2 separate regions of the Mus musculus genome follow, and region 1 is linked to region 2. A link is a contact called in public HiCAR-type data. All regions are on one chromosome and are shown on one strand. The core of a region is the stretch at or near the end of the contact, and the rest is flanking DNA. Distances in the headings are between cores, read along the strand shown.

What was found. HiCAR-type assays count read pairs that join an accessible place to other places.
Region 1: a contact with region 2 is called in a HiCAR-type map of kidney, with 2.4 times the contacts expected there. The contact joins the enhancer-like site here to the promoter of Tmem72 in region 2. A contact is called at or near these places in 6 of 39 promoter capture datasets (the C10 cell line, cranial neural crest, epiblast stem cells and 3 more), 1 of 15 datasets of contacts at CTCF or cohesin (pro-B cells), 7 of 484 Hi-C or Micro-C datasets (the C10 cell line, bone marrow-derived macrophages, macrophages and 3 more), 3 of 115 datasets of contacts at active chromatin or transcription factors (bone marrow-derived dendritic cells, embryonic stem cells and kidney) and 3 of 9 other capture datasets (adipose tissue, liver and pancreatic islet).

The regions. Positions count from the first base shown.
Region 1 is chr6:116,755,961-116,761,808 of GRCm38.p6, reverse strand. No RefSeq gene overlaps it. Among named protein-coding and RNA genes, the nearest start is that of Gm36788, 16 kb to the left of the region's middle. Within about 2 kb of position 1,483, at least 1 of the 459 cell types and tissues checked has an H3K27ac peak or open chromatin away from gene starts, as enhancers often do. A contact at or near this core is called in kidney, where this site is marked.
Region 2 is chr6:116,713,122-116,719,172 of GRCm38.p6, reverse strand. Tmem72 (transmembrane protein 72) reads left to right here and starts at 2,415. Exons shown (of 5, transcript NM_178768.4): 1 at 2,415-2,665. The coding sequence starts at 2,596.

The DNA of each region.
Region 1 (5,848 bases), core at 234-2,733, 44 kb before region 2:
AGCTTTACAGGACGAAGGACATCACTGAGGACAGCCCTTGCCCTACTTCCAGTTCCCTCTCTGCTTCATTCTTACACTAAGAGATCGGAGCTCTCAGCTTCCTGCTCCTGCCCCCATGCTTGCCCTTTGCTGCCACGCCTCCCTCCATGATGGATCCAAAGCCCTCTGGAACTGTGAGTCAAATGGTTCCTTCCTGCCACAAGTTGCTTTGGGCCACGTGTGTTTTATCACAGCAACAGAAAAGTAACTAATACAGCATCCTTGTGTTGAAGTGTTTACTTTCAAGATGTGAACGTATTGGAAGCAGTCTCCCGCAGATACGAGGGCTGGCTTCACTCCGTTAGCAGCAGTCCTCACACTGAGCTTGTAGCACACTGTCTGGAGAGCTCCATCCTCAACTTCTGGAATAGATGAACAAGACTACCTTGGTAAAAAGAAGTTCTCTGTGATACTTACAGCTTTGAGCCAGCAACTGCACTGAGAACCTCTACTGGGTGATGTCATCACTCCCTTATCCTAAAGGATGACATGAAGCATCATGAAAATTATCATACAGATGCACTTTTTTTAAAAAATTGTATCCTCTTCATGACAGTCTGAAGATTTACTAACTTCTAAGTTAGCAACAAGAGGCAATCTAAAAAGAAAAAAAAAAAAAGAGGCAATCTTTCGAGCCCTCACAAAAATATCCATCCAGACTTGAGCTCCTTATAAGGTGATATTTAAAAATATATTTTTATGCATTTAAGTTATATCCCGATGTAACAGAGACATGTCACCTTGGTTTGCTTGGGAGAGGCTGAACATAGTGTATATCTCTAAGACTTGGACCGTCTGGGTTGGGAGAGTTCTCCATTCTCATGATTGGTACAAGTAGGTAAAGTCAAAACCCTTCATTCCTTTATTCCTGCCCACCAATTCTCAGTATTCACACCTGTGAGATGGGGGCATTAACGTGGGTTGTTTCCTGCTTAGTTATTCTTCTACATGGGTCTTTTTTCTTTGTTTCGTTCAGTTTCACACAGAACATGTAGACAATGCTGTCCGGAGTCAAAACCTAGCTGTGTGAATCCACAATGCCGAGACTTCAGTAGGGATTTCAGCGACAGTGTGCAAACTTCGAGACCCCATTGTGAAGTTCCATGAGTCCTAAATTGTAGACAGAATCTTTGAGGAATATATGATGGTACCATTGCCAGTATAAGTATTATGCACATCTGTTATGTGAAGAATACCCACAGTGCTCAGGTCCCTTATGTGCAAATTTCCCGAGCTGTGTCATTAAGGTTATTTTCTGGCTTCAGAAAAATAAATCAATAAACAAACAATAAAACGGAAGGTCTCTTCAGCTTCAGCAAAACCGTTCCCACGTCAGTTAATCTGGAACTGAATGTCACCTTGAATTCCTCCAAGCCTGGCAGGGCCCCATGCAAGGGTGATTTGCATTCCATGGAGAAAAGCAGCTTCGGGTGCTAGAAAAATCAGCCATCGTAGAGCAAAGATCACACTGGATGTGTGCTCAGATGGTGAAGGAAAGTCAAGGGTCACTGGTCAGAAGCTCAAACACCTTACTTATCCTTCTATCAGTAAGAAATGCCACCAATTTGTGTAACAACAACAAAAAAAAAACCACCTTTATATGCCATGAAACTGATTTGCATTGAACCAGTCAGGACTTAGAGATCAACACCAATACTCAGTTCTTACCTGGGGGTTAACGTACTAAAAATTGTAACCTTCAACTTGAATCCAGAAAAGAAAAGAGGAGGTCTCTCTACTATACTCTGAGGGCTCTGTGATAAGGGGAAGGGGGTCTCTCTATCCTGAGGACTCTATGATGCGGGTGGGGGGGGTCTCTGTACTGTATTCTGAGGGCTCTGTGCTTTGGCCAGATATAATTCTTTCTAGACCCTTGTTTCCTCCTCAGTAAACAAGGTTACAATTCCCAGCCTTGTGTCATTATTTTTAAAAGCTATTAAAAAAAAAAAGACCAACAATAGACAAGTGGGACCATATAAAACTAAAAATAAGTTTCTATACAGCAAAATACATCCACAGAGTTCAATAGATGCCTAAAGAGGCAGCCTACCAAATGTTAAAAAAAAAATGTCTTATGACTAGCATTATACATCTGACAAAAATCTATCTGAATATACAAAGAACTCAAAGTACTGAATATCAAGAAAATAAATAACCTAATTATAATATAGTGCAAAGAACTAAAAAAAAATTAAAAAAAAAAAGAGTTTTCAAACTATGCTGGCTAGTTTTTACATTAACTTAACACATATTCCCAATTTTTTTAATTAGGTATTTTCCTCGTTTACATTTTCAATGCTATCCCAAAGGTCCCCCATACCCACCCACCCCCAATCCCCTACCCACGTACTCCCCCTTTTTGGTCCTGGCGTTCCCCTGTACTGGGGCATCTAAAGTTGGTAAGTCCAATGGGCCTCTCTTTGCAGTGATGGCCGACTAGGCCATCTTTTGATGCATATGCAGCTAGAGATGAGAGACAGAAAAGGAATGGATCCAGATAGGAAGGGAGGTGGGGGAGGAACTGGGAGGAGTAGAAGAAAGGAAAACCATAATTATAATTATAGTTATACCATGCAAGAAAAAATGTCACAATAAAAGTAAAAAATAAATTAAAAGAGAGAGGGAGAGAGGAAAACAGCCATTTGGAAACTATTACTTTTTTGTTTGTTTTGTTTTGTTTTTTTGTTTGTTTGTTTTTCAAGTCAGGGTTTCTCTGTATAGCCCTGGCTGTCCTGGTACTCATTTTGTAGACAAGGCTGGCTTCGAACTCAGAAATCCACCTCCCAAGTGCTGAGATTAAAGGTGTGCACCACCAGGAAACTATTACTATAGAAGCTTTCTAAAATATATACATATATAAAAAGGAAGTTTAATGAGACTAACCAAAAGTGGACTCATAGATCCCCAAGCATTTACACGTTAGTGCTGATACTCTTGATTGACTTCCAGATCTTGTCAGTAAGATGATGCTGATGAAGACATCACACTTTGGACTTGCAGAACATGGAGAAATCAGGCTAGTCCTCATTTGGAAGCTTTATCTCTGCTTTCATAGTGCAGGGAGAGGGTATTCGTGCTACAAAGTGAGAAAAGTCAGCATCAGTCTCATCCATCTATGAACCATGCAAGCTACAGTAGTGAGTGGCCTAATATGATAGGCCTACCCAGCGCAATAATGGCATGGACATTATGGAAGTAACCAACACTCTGATCACATATAAGGCCTGCTTCATGAGATGGAACTCATTTCTGTCACTGTTAATGGGGCCCAAAACATGTGACTAAATAGGTTAGTATTCCTAGTCCTAGGGGTGAATCCACTAATGGATCCACTTAGTGCTAAGATGACCCCTAATGATGTATCACCCATAGAGGGATGCATCCCTAAACCCTCTGATGATCAGAGAAACAGTGATCACAGAAACATTCAACAGGAAGCCATGCAGAAAATAAGAAACTATGGTGTGAAGGAACTAGTATCAGCAAAAGACACCCCCACAAGACCAAGTTCTCCCCACAAAGGAGATTTATTTGCCCCCAGAGAGACAAAGAACAGGAAATAAGGACAAAGGAGATAGAAGATGAGGAAGGAAGGGAACTGAACAAGCAAAGGGGGAGATATTTGTCCCCAGCGGACAAACTGCCTCTGGATAGAGAGGAAGCAGATGTGGCCCATAGGCAATAGCAGTTTATAAAGGGAAAAAGGGAAACCCTGCGTAGGAATGAGGAGTTTAATTTTGATTGGACAGGTTTATTTAAGACAGCCACAATGGAGGCTTTTGATTGTTGAATTTCAATACTCTGATAGATGGACTTTGGTGGTCAGCCTCAGGAGGAGTTAGTGGCCATATAAGAGAATAGAACTTGGTGGCTAGCTTTAGGAATGAAATCTAGTGGGTGTTTAGCAAAGCAAAGGGGATAGAGGAGAACAAGAAGGCTAGAGTCCCTTCACAGGGACTAATTAGAATTATATATATTCTCAAAGCCCCCAAGCTCATGGAATGTCACAAAAGAGAAGATATAAAGATTGTAAGAGATATACATGGAGGCTTACTTCAAGGAAATAGTTTTCCAGACACAACAGGACAGTTGCATGTGTGAATGAACTCATAGCAATTGTGACAATATTCACAAAAATTGTACATGCTCTAGCCATTCAGTGATGGAGGTGGACTAAAAATCTCACCAGTAGCTGTAGAGCTGTTGATATTGGATAGCATCCAAGAGGAAGAAACAATGTGGTGCTTGATAGCTCAATCACACTCCAGGCAGGTCTTGCTTCCAAGGGTGGCTCACACAACTAGACTCAATAGGAGAAAAAAAAATCAAAGAAAACTCAAAATTGCATGGGTAATGAGGTGAATGTGGAGTCAGTAGACATGGGAGGAGTTGTGTGGTGAATATGATCAAAATATACTGTGTGAAATTTTCAAAGATTTAATAAAATATTATTTTAAAAATAAAGAGATACATATACTTGTTTAAAAGCAGAACATAAATTTGACATGGTGTACTTTCCATTTCTTTTTTTTTTTTTTTTTTTTTTTTTTTGGTTTTTTGAGACAGGTTTTCTCTGTCCTGGAACTCACTTTGTAGACCAGGCTGGCCTCGAACTCAGAAATCTGCCTGCCTCTGCCTCCCAAGTGCTGGGATTAAAGGTGTGCCACCACGCCCGGCTTTTTTTTTTTTTTTTTTTTTTTTTGTACTTTCCATTTCTACCAGAGACAACTCTAAACTCAGTCCAGAGACAGACAGAAACAGCAGAATCCATGCAGTGAGTGCTGCTAAAAGCTGTCTTCAACTTCCCTTTACCTCAGGTGCATGGCCTCCCACCTGTTCACTGCCCTGGCTCAAATCCCTCCCTTTTTGTCCTTCCACTCCACTCCTCTAAAGTTGACTCTTCTTTTGTTAAGATGCAGTGTGTGAAGTCCTACCCAAAGTAGGGCCCCTACTCTCTGGTTTATGTTGAGGATCCAATGCCTGTCCCCCATCACCCAGTAGCATAGGCAAGTGGATTCCATAAGGCAGAGGGGAGAAAATTAGGTCCTCTGAGATACTATCCTGTTGGCACAAAGAAGCATTAGCAGGGGGGAAGGGGGAGCCTTTTGAAAACACTTTATCTTCTACTGCCACAGGGAGATGGAAGGTTCCCCTCCGGTGGCCATCCAACATCAAAAGCCAGCCACTCCAAGCTGCAATAAGTAATCCTTAGCCCTAACTTCCTTAAAATGAATCAGAATAAGAATAAGTTGCGAAACATTTTGTCCTATTGAGTCCATCACAGTCCTATGCAAACAAAGACCAAACAACACAAGAAACAGAATAGACAGACACACCCAAGATAGCCGCTTCACAATTGAAAACAAAGATGAATCCAAGGACTCAGACTCACAGATTCCCACTTTGGAAAAAACAGCATGGGGGAAAAAAAGCAACTGATGATGGAGCTCTCCATTTTCCACCAAAAATTCCTCCAGCTGACGGGTGGGGACCTCATCTACCCTTGCTGGGAGTTTGGGGGGACAGGACTGTCTCCCTGACCCCCATGGTTGTAACCCTCTAGCACTCAAGTCATTCCCTGCCACATACACTGATACCTTGAGGCTTTTTTTTTAAACAAAGAAAAAAATGAAAGGAAGAACAGACACAGACAATACACAAAGACAATAGACACCAGCCTGTGCCAGACCCTCCAGGTTGGGGGTCCTAGAAGTCTGGGGGTTCCCAGCCATTGCTCCAAATGTTATGCCCAGATCTCAAGGAAAAAAAAAAAAAAACAGAGACCACCAGGAGCCACAACTCTGATGCA
Region 2 (6,051 bases), core at 1,166-3,665:
CGGGGCCTTCTGCTAAGTGCTGTTTTCTGCTGGGCACATTAGTGAGGCCGGGTCAGATGTGCACGTCCAGGGCCTCACTTCCTTCTCCAAGTCCTATTTTAGGGCCTAGCCACTGCTTCCCAGAAGTCTTTTCTCTAGACTGTAAGATATCTGGGGAGCTTTGCCAAGACAGACTTCTCTCTGTCCCTTGGGACTCTACAAATGGGGTTAATGGTCCTTTGCCCACTCTGTGGTTTCTTCTAAAGGGGCTCACACTGGGATTCCTCTTCCATCTGCTTCTGAAATGGACTCTGCCTTCTTCACCTCATCAGCTCAATGCCATTTTCCAGATCTCTGTAAAGGGCAGCTCGGTGAAACAGGGCACCCCTGGGTTTTGAGGAATGCCCTAACTTTTTCATCTTTAGTTCTTAGTTCTCTACCTGTCCCACTGTGAGCTTAGAGCACAGAGAAAATCCTGATTAGGAAAGGAGCTAGGAATTGAGCCTATTCAGACACAACCCATTCTGTCAGGCAGCGTACATTCTGCGTACATTCTGCTGTGACCTGAATCCTGCTGTGACCCCTGGAAGCCTCCTGTGACGATATGACAAAGCACCTCTGGAAGGTTTAGCAGCCCCAAAGTCATCTCACAGCTGCTTGTTGTCTCATGAGACAGGCCCCACCCAGCCACTCCTCATCCGGACTAGGAGATCCATAGAGGCATAGCTCACCCTGTCCTTGAGCCCCTTGTTAAAAATAAGGGGGACTTCCCCCAAAATCCCAGAAGCATGTGCCACAAATTTGGGCTTTTGGCCCAAAATTGGGTCACCTGCTCATTCCCAAAGATTTGACTGAGGAGGAGAAGCCATGGTCGTGTCTTCTAGAGTCCATGTCTTCTGAGCATTTGAGCATGGGGGGGTATGAGACACAAAGAAAAGAAGCCACTGTGGTTCAGGAAAGGCCAGTGACAGCTATGGTGTGATGGGGTCTCCCCAGTCTACTCAGAGAAAGGCTACTCAGTCTTCCCAAAGAAGGCTGTAAGCCACAGAGCTATTGTGGCCCAGGTCCCAGCTCCTTCCTCAGATCAACTCAGTGTCTACCACAGAAACACTCTAGCATGCAGTTAGCACAGCGGGTGCTGGCTGCCCAGACATGCGGCATTTCAGGGAGGTTCAAGTAGATAAAACTCAGGTAATAGATAAATAACCCGATAAGACACAGTCTGTTCAGTGAAGAAGTAAATAAACGAAGTCATACTCCACAAGTGCTCCGCACGCTCCTCTGTGTGTGTGGTGTGTGTGTGTGTGTGTGTGTGTGTGTGTTGCTCGAGATGAGACCCAGGGTCTCACACATGATAAGCACTGAATGATACATTTCTAGACATCGTTTTAAGTATCATATGAGCACAGAGGTTCTTACAAGAGAGGGTGGGTTATGGAATACAAATCAATGGTCAAGCCATAATAATCTTCATAGTAAAATATGGCCACTCATTAAACAGCAAAGAAAGAAACAGTATTAGGTGGAGGTTTCTGCTGGTATTAGGGTTGGCCAATCTGCCCGTTCATTTGGTTGTTGTCTTTCATCCCACGTGAGCAGACTAGGAAGAGATTTCAGAGAATGCCTGATAGGAAAACCAAAACACAGTACTGTTTAATCCGCTAGGTCGGTTGTAACGTAAACGCCGGCAAAGCCCACCTAGGGCCGGCCTCAGAGGCTGAGCGTGTCACGGGGTTCTTGGGCACTTTTCTGTTTTGAGAACACCGGTATAGTTACATTTCTTCTGTACTTTCTGTCACAGTTACTGAGGCTCCCAGACACCTCTGGGTTTCCCCCAAGGTCACCCAGTTAATTGTTCACACAGCATACACCGTGATTTCTCACATCTCATATCCCGGATGCTTGTAAGGAACAGAGGAGGGTCTCCACGTGCTGCCATCTGAACCAAGAAGGTCAGAGTTCAAATCTACCAGATTCGGAAATCTTTTCAACCCACCTATACACAGAAGGAAAGAGCTTGGAACTCATTTGCTAAGTGGCTACCAGTGGAGATTTAGAAACACATTTGTTCTATCTCTGTCTCCGTCTCTACTCTTCTTCCCTAGCCCAGATCTGCGTGTGCCCTGTCTCCTCTTTGGACCCCCAGCAGGTGTGAGGTGAGGGGGGGGTGACTTTCTTGGAACAGCCTCCTAGGGAAGGGCTTGGCCTCTAGCTCTCCTGTTCCCTCCTCCCAGACAGAAACAGCTAATTGCCAACTCCAGGCTGCCTCCTGCCCAACCCTAATCGGTATGATCTCAGGCAGCTGCACCGGAGCCGGAGCCGAAGCCGCTCCAGGCTAGGCCAGGGCTACGTGGAGCAAGGAGAGCATTCTCCCAAGATAATGATTAAACTGAGCAGCACTTGGCATGGGCTGCTAAGCTAGGGAGGGGAGCCCTATTCACACCTCAGCCAGACAGCGGAGGCCAGAGCTAGTTCAGGGAGGCTGAGCCCAAGGCCCAGGGGGCCCCCCAGCCAGCCCCCGCAGCCTCCTGCTTGTGAGGAGCATCCAGAGCATCTCAGATACAGAGGCATCTTCGCAGCCTGCCCTTCTGGGACTCTGTTCACACCCCTGGCACCATGAAGCTCCAGGTATTCTGGACTGGACTGGAGTATACCTGCCGGCTCTTGGGCATCGCTACGGCTGCAGGTAAGATCCTACCCCTCATCTACCAACTCCTTGCTCAGAGGCCCTATGGGGAAGGCTACTAGAGAAATGGCTTCTAGCCAGGGGACGGTGGGCACATCTGGCCACATCTCTCCTTCAGTTTCTCTTTTGAGTTCCTCAGAAACCCTGAACTTTGGGAAAATGGCAGGTGTGGAGTGAGCCTTAGGCAGATAGAGAAGAGCCTTGGGTCTGGTGCCGATACTCAGTGGCATCCCACCCCCACAAGACCTTTAAGAACCTTCAGCATCCCTATCACTGAAATGAGCTGACAGGTGTGCCTCTTGCCCTCAGAGGGTTGTGAGGAGAGCTTGTTGAGCTGGGGACTAGAGGTGAAGGTATACAAGGCTGGAAAAAAATGTGAGAATCGTAGCATTGTGTAGCTAATTAGAGTGCTCAGCTATTCACCTTGCTTTGTTTGACAATAGTCCTATCTTCTGCAGAGAGAATCCCATTAATGGGGCAACTCTATCCTCAGGAGACCTGATAGGTAGAAAGATGGCAAGCTTCCACGGTGCCCTCCCCACACCCTTCTGGAAAAATGCATTGTTGAAAACCAGCCTCTTTGGTATGAGCCATCTACAGGAGCATAGCGTGAGGCTTAGAAGACCAGAAATCACCTGAGCAGCTCAGCTGACTGGAATTTCAGATAGTTAGCAAAGAATTGGCCCTAACCCTGAGCCCCACCGATGCAGAAGGGGCAGAGCCTATACTGAGGGACTGAAGAGCAATGTTCTGAGCTCTTAGCTCTGTACACCAAATCCCTTGGGGAAATAAAAAAAAATACACACTAAATCCTTCTTTGCATCTGGACAAAAGCTTTCTCAAGAGTCTCTCCCAACTGAAAGGCTTCTCTCCAGTTCAAACCAAAGCAATAGGACCCAAGCCTCAGGCTTCTCGTGCTTGTACAACCTTGGTCCAACTCTGTGGAGCCCTGAAGCTGTGTTTCCTGACCTCTGTAATGGATGGATCTGGCAGACTCGGTGCTTGGTAAAACAACATGTGAGTGGTGGTTCTTGGTAGATGTCCTTGTGATAAATCCATGGTCAGTGGAGATCCAGATCATTTCTGGGGTGCTAGGATGAGTTCATAGTCAACCAGCTGTTAGGCTCTTCTGGCACTGTGGCTATGAATCAGAGCAGACAAGGTCAAATTCCAGCCCTCCTGCTATGAGATGGAGAAAATGAATTCAGATTAGAGTGTGACCTTGCCAAGGTCACACAAGGGGTTGGCGTAGCAGTATTCCTGGATTTTCCCAGCAGCTTTCCCTGCATCCCTAGTCTAATGGAAAGGCCAGCTCTAGCTTCCTTCAAGAGCCCAATGCATTTACATGTAGGTAATGATCACAGGGCCCCCAAGGTGACCCTAAATAGATCTCCATGATGAGAGTGTGAGTTACTGTTGACTACTGCTGGTCCAAGTCTACTGAGTTCCTTCTATGCAATGAGTTTTAAATGCATACATTGTACCCTTTAGGCTACCAGAAATCTTACAACTAGAACTCAGCCATACTCCATTCACCCTGGGCAACTACCTCCCTCCTGCCAGGAAGCTGCTTAAGGTGCACACATCTATCTTTCTAATGGATTAGTGGGTCTACCTTACCTCGACCTAAGGACTGCCTTTCATTCCACACCCTTCCGCACATGTGCACACCAAGGCATATTGCACATCTTAACCACAACCTTCATCTCTGCTAAGAAGCTGCTGTTAATACTGAAGATGAGCCTCCTCCTGCTTGGCTGTGATACAAGATCCAAGCTAAAAATAGACCACAGTTGCTTTCTAAAGGCCAAGCTTTCAAAGAATATCCCTTGGGTTCACCAGAGTGCTGGGGCAAGTGGGAAGCCAGAGAGGGGCTCCAGTGCTCTCCAGTGCTCTCCGGTTCAGATCTCGGGTTTCTCTCGACATCACTGGCCTTTGGGCCTCTGTCCAGTACATGAGGTTTACAGATTCCTTGTCCCCTTAAGCATCTTTTGTTGAAATCCTCTGTTGCAAAGTCTGGGACCCATTATAGGAACATTGCTGCTACAAGGGAAATGAGCCTTAAAACTGAGACTGGTACTTTGCAGAAACCCAGGGCAGTGGGGCATATGAGGTACCCCTTGTATATAGACAGCAGAATTGTCTCAATGCTAGGCAGGAATGTGAAGAAGGGCTTCCAGAGTGGCATCTGCAGGGAATGTGCAGCTCCTGGGAGGTGGCAGCCTCTGCCCAGAAACTTCTTTTGTGGACCCTGGAAACAGGCTCAGGGCTGTCAGTCTCAGGTGCTCTCAATTCACAACAGTTTCCTATGCCTGTGGCTGCAGCAGGGCCTGCAGAGAAGGCTGCTCACTATGCTGTTTCCTCCCACCTAACTCCATTCATGTAGTATCTCGGTCAGCGTTTCTATTCCTGCACAGACATCACGACCAAGAAGCAAGCTGGGAAGGACAGAATTTATTCAGCTTACACTTCCACATTGCTGTTCATCACCAAAGGAAGTCAGGACTGGAACTCAAGCAGGTCAGGAAGCAGGAGCTGATGCAGAGGCCATGGAGGGATGTTACTTACTGGCTTGCTTCCCCTGGCTTGCTCAGCTTGCTTTCCTATAGAATCCAGGACTACCAGCCCAGGAATGACACCGCCCACAATGATCTCTCCCACCCTTGATCACTAATTGAGAAAATGCCTTACAGCTGGATCTTGTGGAGGCATTTCCTCAAGGGAGGCTTCTCTGTGATAACTCCAGCTTGTGTCCAGTTGCCACAAAACCAGCCAGGACATGAAGCCTTGTGGGTTTGTTGCCTTACACAGAGCTCAGGCCCTATATTCTAAATCAATGGCTCTCAATCTGTGGGTTGAGACCCCTTTAGGATCGAATAATCCTTTCACAGAGTTGGCCTAAGAACATTGGAAATATTTACAATTCATAAAAGTCACAAAATTAAAGTTAGGAAGTAGCAACAACAACAAAAAAAGTTATGATTGAGGGTCAACACAATATAACAACAGCATACTTCAGTATTACTGTCTTTCTTGCTCAAGACAGTGTAATAGTCTTGCCTAAAGACTGTAGTGCTGAATTTAATAGAGAAACTAAGGCTTTACTATCCACACAGTAGCCCCACACAGTAATAATGCAGGGCATCCTAAGGCCTGGGCATAGCAGAATAACTGAAGGAATGAGATGATGCCCAAGCAAAGCTGGTGTGGGCAACTTGCTTGTCAAGCTAGTGTCCTGTTTCTCCTAAGTCAAGCGCTCGGGGTCAATCTGGGATCACTTATGGCTTGTTTTGTTTGTTTGTCTGTTTGTTTGTTCTGTTACGTCTCATCAACCTGCTCTCTATTTAATACACATTGCCACATGCTAAATAGTGGCATTCCCTACC